Regions from separate parts of the Zea mays genome. Here region 1 is linked to region 2. The links are chromatin contacts, called in public Hi-C maps. All regions are on one chromosome and are shown on one strand. Each heading gives the region's core, a stretch centred on a gene start, on an enhancer-like site or on the middle of the called end of the contact. The rest is flanking DNA. Distances are from core to core; before and after follow the strand shown. Region 1 has its middle 32 kb from the start of LOC103655927. Region 2 holds the start of LOC100274430 (putative cytochrome P450 superfamily protein).

What was found. Hi-C and Micro-C count contacts between places; a contact is called where the count stands out from the background.
Region 1: a contact with region 2 is called in a Hi-C map of tassel, with 4 times the contacts expected there. The contact joins the enhancer-like site here to the promoter of LOC100274430 in region 2. A contact is called at or near these places in 2 of 25 Hi-C or Micro-C datasets (ear and tassel).

What each region holds. Positions count from the first base shown.
Region 1 is chr4:222,766,559-222,770,379 of Zm-B73-REFERENCE-NAM-5.0, forward strand. No RefSeq gene overlaps it. Among protein-coding and RNA genes, the nearest start is that of LOC103655927, 32 kb to the right of the region's middle. Within about 2 kb of position 1,788, at least 17 of the 20 cell types and tissues checked have an H3K27ac peak or open chromatin away from gene starts, as enhancers often do. A contact at or near this core is called in ear and tassel, where this site is marked.
Region 2 is chr4:222,597,971-222,601,565 of Zm-B73-REFERENCE-NAM-5.0, forward strand. LOC100274430 (putative cytochrome P450 superfamily protein) reads right to left here and starts at 1,641. Exons shown (of 2, transcript NM_001148789.1): 1 at 575-1,641; 2 at 1-458. The coding sequence starts at 1,573.

The sequences.
Region 1 (3,821 bases), core at 538-3,037, 170 kb after region 2:
TATGAAACTTTGTAGTTGACAATGTTTTAGTTTGAAATCATCTTGTTATGCAAAACTATGTTTGAATTTTGAAATTTGAATTTTTCAAACTGTCTCGGATGGAAAAACCACCAAAATAAAAGTTGTAGGTCTTGAAATGTAATGAAACTTTGTAGTTGACAATTTTTTGATTTAAAATCATCTTATCATTGAAAATTTCGTGTGACGTTTTTAAATTTAAAATTCAAATTTTATAAACGGTCTCGGATGTAGAAACTATTAAAATAAACTTTTAGATCTCAAAAAGTTATGCAACTTTATAGTTGGTCACATTTTTAAATGAACTCAATTAGTGCCTTAAAAAATCAAATTACTCTCGATTTGTTATAAACGTAATATAAACATAATTGGTGTAGTAGTGTAGTGGTATAGGATGGTATGCGCGAGAGAGAGGTTGCGAGTTCGAATCTCACCAGTTACAAAACATATAAGTTTGATTCAAAATAATAGTGAAAAATGATAGGGCAACGGGTAAGGTAATAGGGGAGGGTTGGAGAGTTGTTCCTAGAATTTAAAAAATGTTTTACTGTTTTTTTTAAATTTTTTCGATTCTTAATTTGCCGAGTGTTTTTCTTTGCCGAGTGCTTTTTGACACTCGGCAAAGTCTTTGCCGAGTGTCCGAAAAAAGCACTCGGCAAAGAACCTTTTGCCGATGAAATCTTTGCCGAGTGTTCTTTGCCGAGTGTTACACTCGGCAAAGCCTTTGCCGAGTGTAAAATAGCCTTTGCCGAGTGTCTTAGACACTCGGCAAAGAACGCGATTCCGGTAGTGAAGATGCGGCTTTGATTACCATATGAAAATATACTAGCATGCTACCTCTATCGGAAGGCTGTGATTAATACAAAAGTTCATGTTGATTACAATCACTATACTATTTCTTCAACCTTTCATCTAAAGAAAAAAAAGATATATTATGTTTAACACTCTAAGTTTTCCATCTGTATAAATAGAAAAGTTCGATTAGATTATTATTAATGCAACAAATTTTGTCTGAGGAAGATGTTTTTAACGTGAATTATATATAGTTGCATATATGCATGTCAGCTAGGGGTACACATACAAGCCCACAAGCCTAGGGGTAGATACAAGCCCACAAGCTCAGGCCACCGAGTCCGTGGAACGGTGACATGATCTATATATCTTTATTTATATTTATTGTTTTTAGACCAAAATATATTGAAAGATGTAACAGATCGATCCGGGACGTGATCGAATCCTGGATCCGCACTCCATGCCAGCCATTGAATATTGCTGCTAAAGAACTAGAGAAGGTTCCACGTGAGGCTAATAAACGGACATACTGTACTCGCATTGCATACAAATAAAGTTGTCTGCATCCGTTGCTAGCTGGCCTGGCCAGGCCAGGCCTTATCTCCAGTGTGTGTGTGTGGTGCTTGTACCGCACGTACGAGAATACTACATGAAAACATATATAATGGTGGTCCTTGAAGCTAAAGAGAATTAAAGTTGTTCCGTCCCTGGTGCATCTGGATCGTCGTTGCACTGGCTGCTCTTTTGTGAATGATGATCGATACGATGAAAACCGACGAGAGCGTAAGGTCGCTACGCGTGTCTCTGTATGTCGTCGTCCCACCAGTGCAAAAACCGTGGGCGCTGCCTGTTTCTGCCCACTCGCCGCCATCCACTCGATCTGTACGATGATAAATTCTAGATTCTAGATGCCAGCACAACAGACTGGCGGTAGACCTGCTACTACCGCACCACCAAACAGATGGCACTACAGTACCCATCTCATCGAGGCTACCTGGACCTCCAGCAAGCAAAAACGGGTAGGATGCAAGGACCCACCTAGCGGTTTTATAGCAAATAAAGCCCATAATTTTAGGCCCAGTGGACTCCCAGGGCCTACTCAAAATATGGCCGCCTCCGCCCTTGGGTGTGCTGGAAAAACAGGATTTGGAGACTTCCACGAAACAAAGTAGCTCTTGACCTAGTAGACCATAAAGATGCATACATACGATATCTAATTTATTAAATCGATCGGGCCTGTTTCCAAACAAGGTTAACCCGAGTTAAGAACTGTATTTCTACATGTGATATGTATTGGGATTGTAATGGCCTTTAAATTTTATACTACGAAAAGGATCGGATTATATTAGAATTGAGCTTTATTTCTATTCATTTTTAAACTAAAATTCATTAATAGCCCAAATGAATCACGAATAAACATTTACGATTGTTTGGTTTGCTGCCTCACTAGCCACAATTTACCACATCTAAGGTTAGGCACCTTTGACTATGTGACATAAAAATGTGTGGCAATTTTTGGCACTTTAGATACAGAACCAAACACGTCTTTAGATCGTGATCTATTACCACCCCTAGATATGCAAGAGTTTTGATACTTTAGGCTTCCTCGTCGGAAGAAAATGGTTGTGGCTCTGTTGGAACTTGCTAACTCGTGGTCAGCCAAGCTAAAACAGTGGGAGAATGGGAAATGGTTTGATGCAAGTAAATGCAATGTATTAGGACAACAATGTTTTTCTCCGTCCCCGCAATGGTACAGTACGGGGGTATTTATATGTAACCGAGGGTCGGCCCTGCCCCGCCAAAGACGATTACACCCACACTTACCTACATTATCCTCGGAATATTCCCCCTTGGAGGGTTATGGCGGGTCATATAGCGTAATCAATTACAAACATGGGTTGACCTATTACCAGCCCTGCATGCGTAGCGGCCTATGGTCAGGATCCTGTAACATGTGCCGACTATACACGGGCCCCCTATTACACTGTGGTAGATTACAATGCGGTCTTCGCAGTCCTCATTGTTTAGTCTCCGGAGTCCAAGATGGTCTTTGCCCTGGCCTGTCCGAGCGAAGGTAGCACCTGAGTCTTCGCACGCGCGTTCTCCCTATGCACTTCTTAGTGTGGCTCAATCTTCAGGCCTTCGAGGTCTCCAGTCTTGAATCCTCTAGCACTAGCTTCTCGAGCGAGGGGGGCGTTACACCTTCGCCCCAACATTTGCCCTCCGAGGGGCCAGTTTGACTAAGTCATCTGGTGCCGAAGTCTGTCGTAAGATGGTGAAAATGCTGCCCTCGCTCGAAGTGGTCCCGCGGGGTTTTTGAAATGTGACCGTTGATGAGACGTGTTACCGTGGGACTTTTGAGATCCCGAGGCGTGGCTCCTGGCCTATAAAAAGTCGAGCCTGGGTTGCGGCTTTTCACCTGCTCGAGCGCGCGCTGCCGAAACCCTCGCTCTTTCATTTGCTTGCTTGCCCTCTCTGCTCCCGCTCTGCCAGAAATCTAGCCCGCATCAAGCAGGCCGCCTCGCCGTTGATGGTACGTGACCATGTCATCCTCTTCCTCGTCATCGTCCGCTGCGAGCGCGTTGCCTCCATGCCGTCGTCTGAGAAGATGATTAGCGATTCTGCAGCGGTGGACTTGCAGCCTAGTCATACGGTTGAATTCGGGACCTCAAGGATTTACTCGAGCCGCGTGCTGGAGATGCAGCGGCTGGGTTACTTTGGAAGCGGAGTTGGGCGGGCTCCAGGGCTGAAGATGTCCCTGAGCCAGAGGGGGAGTTGGTTGTGTGTTGAGGCTTTCTTTGCTGCTAGTCTTCGCTTGCCAACACATCGATTCGTAGTTGAGGTGTTACGGAGGTTGTAGGTGCAAATTCATCAATTGACACCGAATGCTATGGCAGCGCTGGCGAAGTATGTGTGGGTTGTGTCCTCATATGGTGGGGAACCATCTGTTGAAGTCTTCGCGAAAAATTAATGTCAGCACTGGCAAAAAAGGAAGATAGGTGGAAATATTG
Region 2 (3,595 bases), core at 391-2,890:
AGTGACTTGCCGGGGCAGCTCCGCCTGCCGGACCCGAAAGGCGCGAGCCGGAGATCCGAACCCATTATCGGGACGTCCTCGGCGGCAGGGCCCATGAACCTCTCGGGCCTGAACTCCATTGGCTCAGGCCACAGGCTGGGGTCATGGGTTATGGCCCACATGTTCACCATGGCGGTGGTGCCCGCGGGCACAAGGTACCCGCCTACGTGCACGTCTGAGGTGGCGAGGCGCGCCCAGGAGAGCAGTGGGCCTGGCGGGTGCAGGCGTAGCACTTCCTTGATGACCGCCTGGAGGTAGGGCAGCGAGGCCGTGTCCGACTCCGTCACGGCCTGGCCCAGCCCGACCACCCGGTCCAGCTCCTCCTGGACCTTGCTCTGCACGTCCTGGTGCAGCACCAGACGGGCCAGCACCCACTCGATCAGGACTGCCACCGTGTCCGTGCCTCGGAAGATCATCTCCTGCGAGGTGTGCGATCACAAGTTAAAGGCGCGTTCGCCTTATCGGTCTTTCTTTCTTTTCTTTTCCCTGCTGATAGTTGAAGAGCGAGCAGGGTGGGTGCAACGTGCATACGTACCCACAGAACGGCGATCATGTCGGCGTCGGAGAGCTTGTCGTCGCCCTGGAGGGAGAGCAGGACGTCCGTGAAGTCCATGACGGCGGTGTCGACGCCGCGGCCGAGGCGGGCACGGTGCTCGCCGATGATGTTGCCAACGAAGCGGTTCACCCGCGGGACGAGCGCGCAGCACCTGGCCCGGGTCTTCTGCAGGTCGAAGCGGGCGAGCCACGGGAGGTGGTCGGACCAGTTGAGCTGCCCAAGCAGGTCGTAGCCTTCGTCTACCAGGGCCTTGAGCTCCTCGGCCTCCCGGCTGTCCGCCATCAGGTCGTACCTGCGGCCGAACACCGACCACATGACGTTGTGCAGCGACGCGCGCTTCAGGAACCGGCGCGCCACGACGACGGGGGCGTGGGCCGCGGCGGTCGTCGTGGCGTCCACCATCTGGCGCGCGATGGCCGCGCGCTGCGCCGCGGAGGCCGCGATCTGGCGCGGCGAGAAGAGGTGCGCGGACGCGACGCGCCGGAGCGCGCGCCAGTAGGCGCCGTGCGGGGCAAAGCCGATGGCGCGGTGGAACAGGAGCCCGTACGCGGACTCCTTGACGGGGCGGTCGGCGAAGGCGGCGCTGGCGAGCAGCTCCCGCGCGACGTCGGGGTCGGCGGTGACCACCACCCGGGTCTCGCCAAGCGAGAACGCCATGAGGCGGCGCCTGCTGGCCTGTCTCTCGGCCGCCGCCGAGAGCTTGCGGTGCGCCAGGCCGGTCATCAGGCCCATGCTGCCGACCACCGGCAGGCCCCGGGGTCCCGGGATGGCGGCACGGACGATGCCCAGCCCGGCCCGCCTGGTCCACCAGTACCACCCCCAGGCGGGGCCGCCCGGGGACGCCCAGTGCAGGAGCGACGTGACTACGCAGGCCGCGACGAAGACCGCGGCGAAGCCGAGCAGGCGCTGAGGGTCGCCGCATTTGGCGGCCAGGGAAAGGTACAGCAGCCAGCCGCAGTCCTCTGTTGGCGGCGCCATGGCTAACTAACCTTTTTTTTTGTGTGTGTGTCGATTGGATGCACTACTACTACTACTCCCGATTCGGGACACAGGAAAGGAGGTGGTCGTTTCCTTCTCGTGTGGAAGTGGGAAGACCGGAGGCCGCCTTGTTCAAGTCTTCGGAGGACTGGAAATGGCGGCCCCTTGAATTTATAGCTGCGGCAGAGCGCAGACGTTGACGCGGTGTGTGCTTATAGCTGCTAAAAGTAGTTAACTGACCATAAACACACAAACAGGGGAGGATTTCTTTTAAGGCAAGGCAATAATGGCGGGAGCAAGCTACTATACTAATGTTTTAAGACCACTCTTAGGGCCAGTTTGAAAACAACTTTTTACCGCGGGATTTTTATTTTCCCAGGAGAATTTAGTTCATTTTCCCTTAGAAAATATGAATCCCTTGGTAAAATATAGTTCTCAAGCTAGCCCTTAATATAAAATAAACTATAAAAAAATATATATTGATCAAAGAGATATGATATTTTTTATATATTCGAAGAGAGTTTTACAAGATATAGATATGCTGGAAACTAGATAGGGAACCCTCACTAAATACGGGCTAGCAACAGTGGCACTAGACTGACGACGACGACGACGTGAAACACGTCGACGATATTTCTACCGGGCCACAGTGGTGCTTGGGGTGGTGCGATGGCCATCTAGCAAGGGGTGCACAACATGTAGGATGGCACAGAGAGACGCGTGGAGCCTGCGAGCTCTGGCAGGGCCTAAGTCGGTGTCGCCCGCACATGACCGTCGTGCCTTTAGCGTGGTTCTTCTGTTGGTAAAGAAAGTAGGTAGACGACGAAGGGCCAGGAGCACCTGATCCTGTTGTACCCGTGCACACGGGTATATGCAGTTGAATACCTACCCACACAAATACATATACCATATTTCTTAAATTTAAACTTGATTGTAGATAGTTTAGCTGTATGTACGTACGTATGTACGTACGTACGTATGTATGTATGTATGTATGTATGTATGTATGTATGTATGTATGTATGTATGTATGTATGTATGCTGGTCCGGGTGGTTCGGTAAGAGCTCACAGTATTTATTCACAAGAGCTCGTTTCATAGTAACTTGGTTAACTCGCACTAACATTTTTATAATCAAGTTTGTGGCTATTTAGTGTTTGATTTTACAGGATCACCTATTCACCCCCCTCTAGGTGCTCTCAATTGGTACCAGAGTCAAACTCTTCATCTAAGGGACTAACCGCCCGAAGAGATAGATCCTAAGGGTAAGGGGATGGTGGTCAACGACAAGGAGTCCCTCTTCAACGAACCAAGAGACGACAAGCCTACTGACTCAGGCTCGAGTCACAAGAAGAGGGATGGGAAGAAAAAGAGGCGCATCAAGAAGATCATATACTATGAAAGCGACGTTTTCTCTTCTTCACCAAGGGATGATGACGACGACGACGACTCATCCAAAAGAAAGACGGTTAATCAAAACTACTCTTTTGACTATTCTCGCATTCCTTATAATTCAAATGCGCATCTACTATCAATTCCCCTAGGAAAACCCCACACTTTGATGGAGAGGACTATTCTTTTTGGAGTCATAAAATGCGTAGTCATTTATTCTCCCTCTATCCTAGCATTTGGAAAATTGTTGAGAATGAGATGCATTTTGATAGTACTGATAATCCTGTGCTTATAAATGAACAAATTCATAAAAATGCCCAAGCTACTACTGTTTTGCTAGCATCTCTTTGCAGGGATGAGTACAATAAAGTGAGTGGCCTGGACAACTCTAAGCAAATCTAGGATACTCTCAAGATATCACATGAGGGTAATGACGCCACTATGATCACAAAGATGGAACTGGTGGAAGGCGAGCTGGGGAGGTTCGCGATGATCAGGGGAGAGGAGCCAACACAGACCTACAACAGGCTCAAAACCCTGGTCAACAAAATCCGAAGCTATGGAAGCACAAGATGGATGGATCATGACGTCGTCCGACTCATGCTGAGGTCATTTACAGTAATTGACCCTC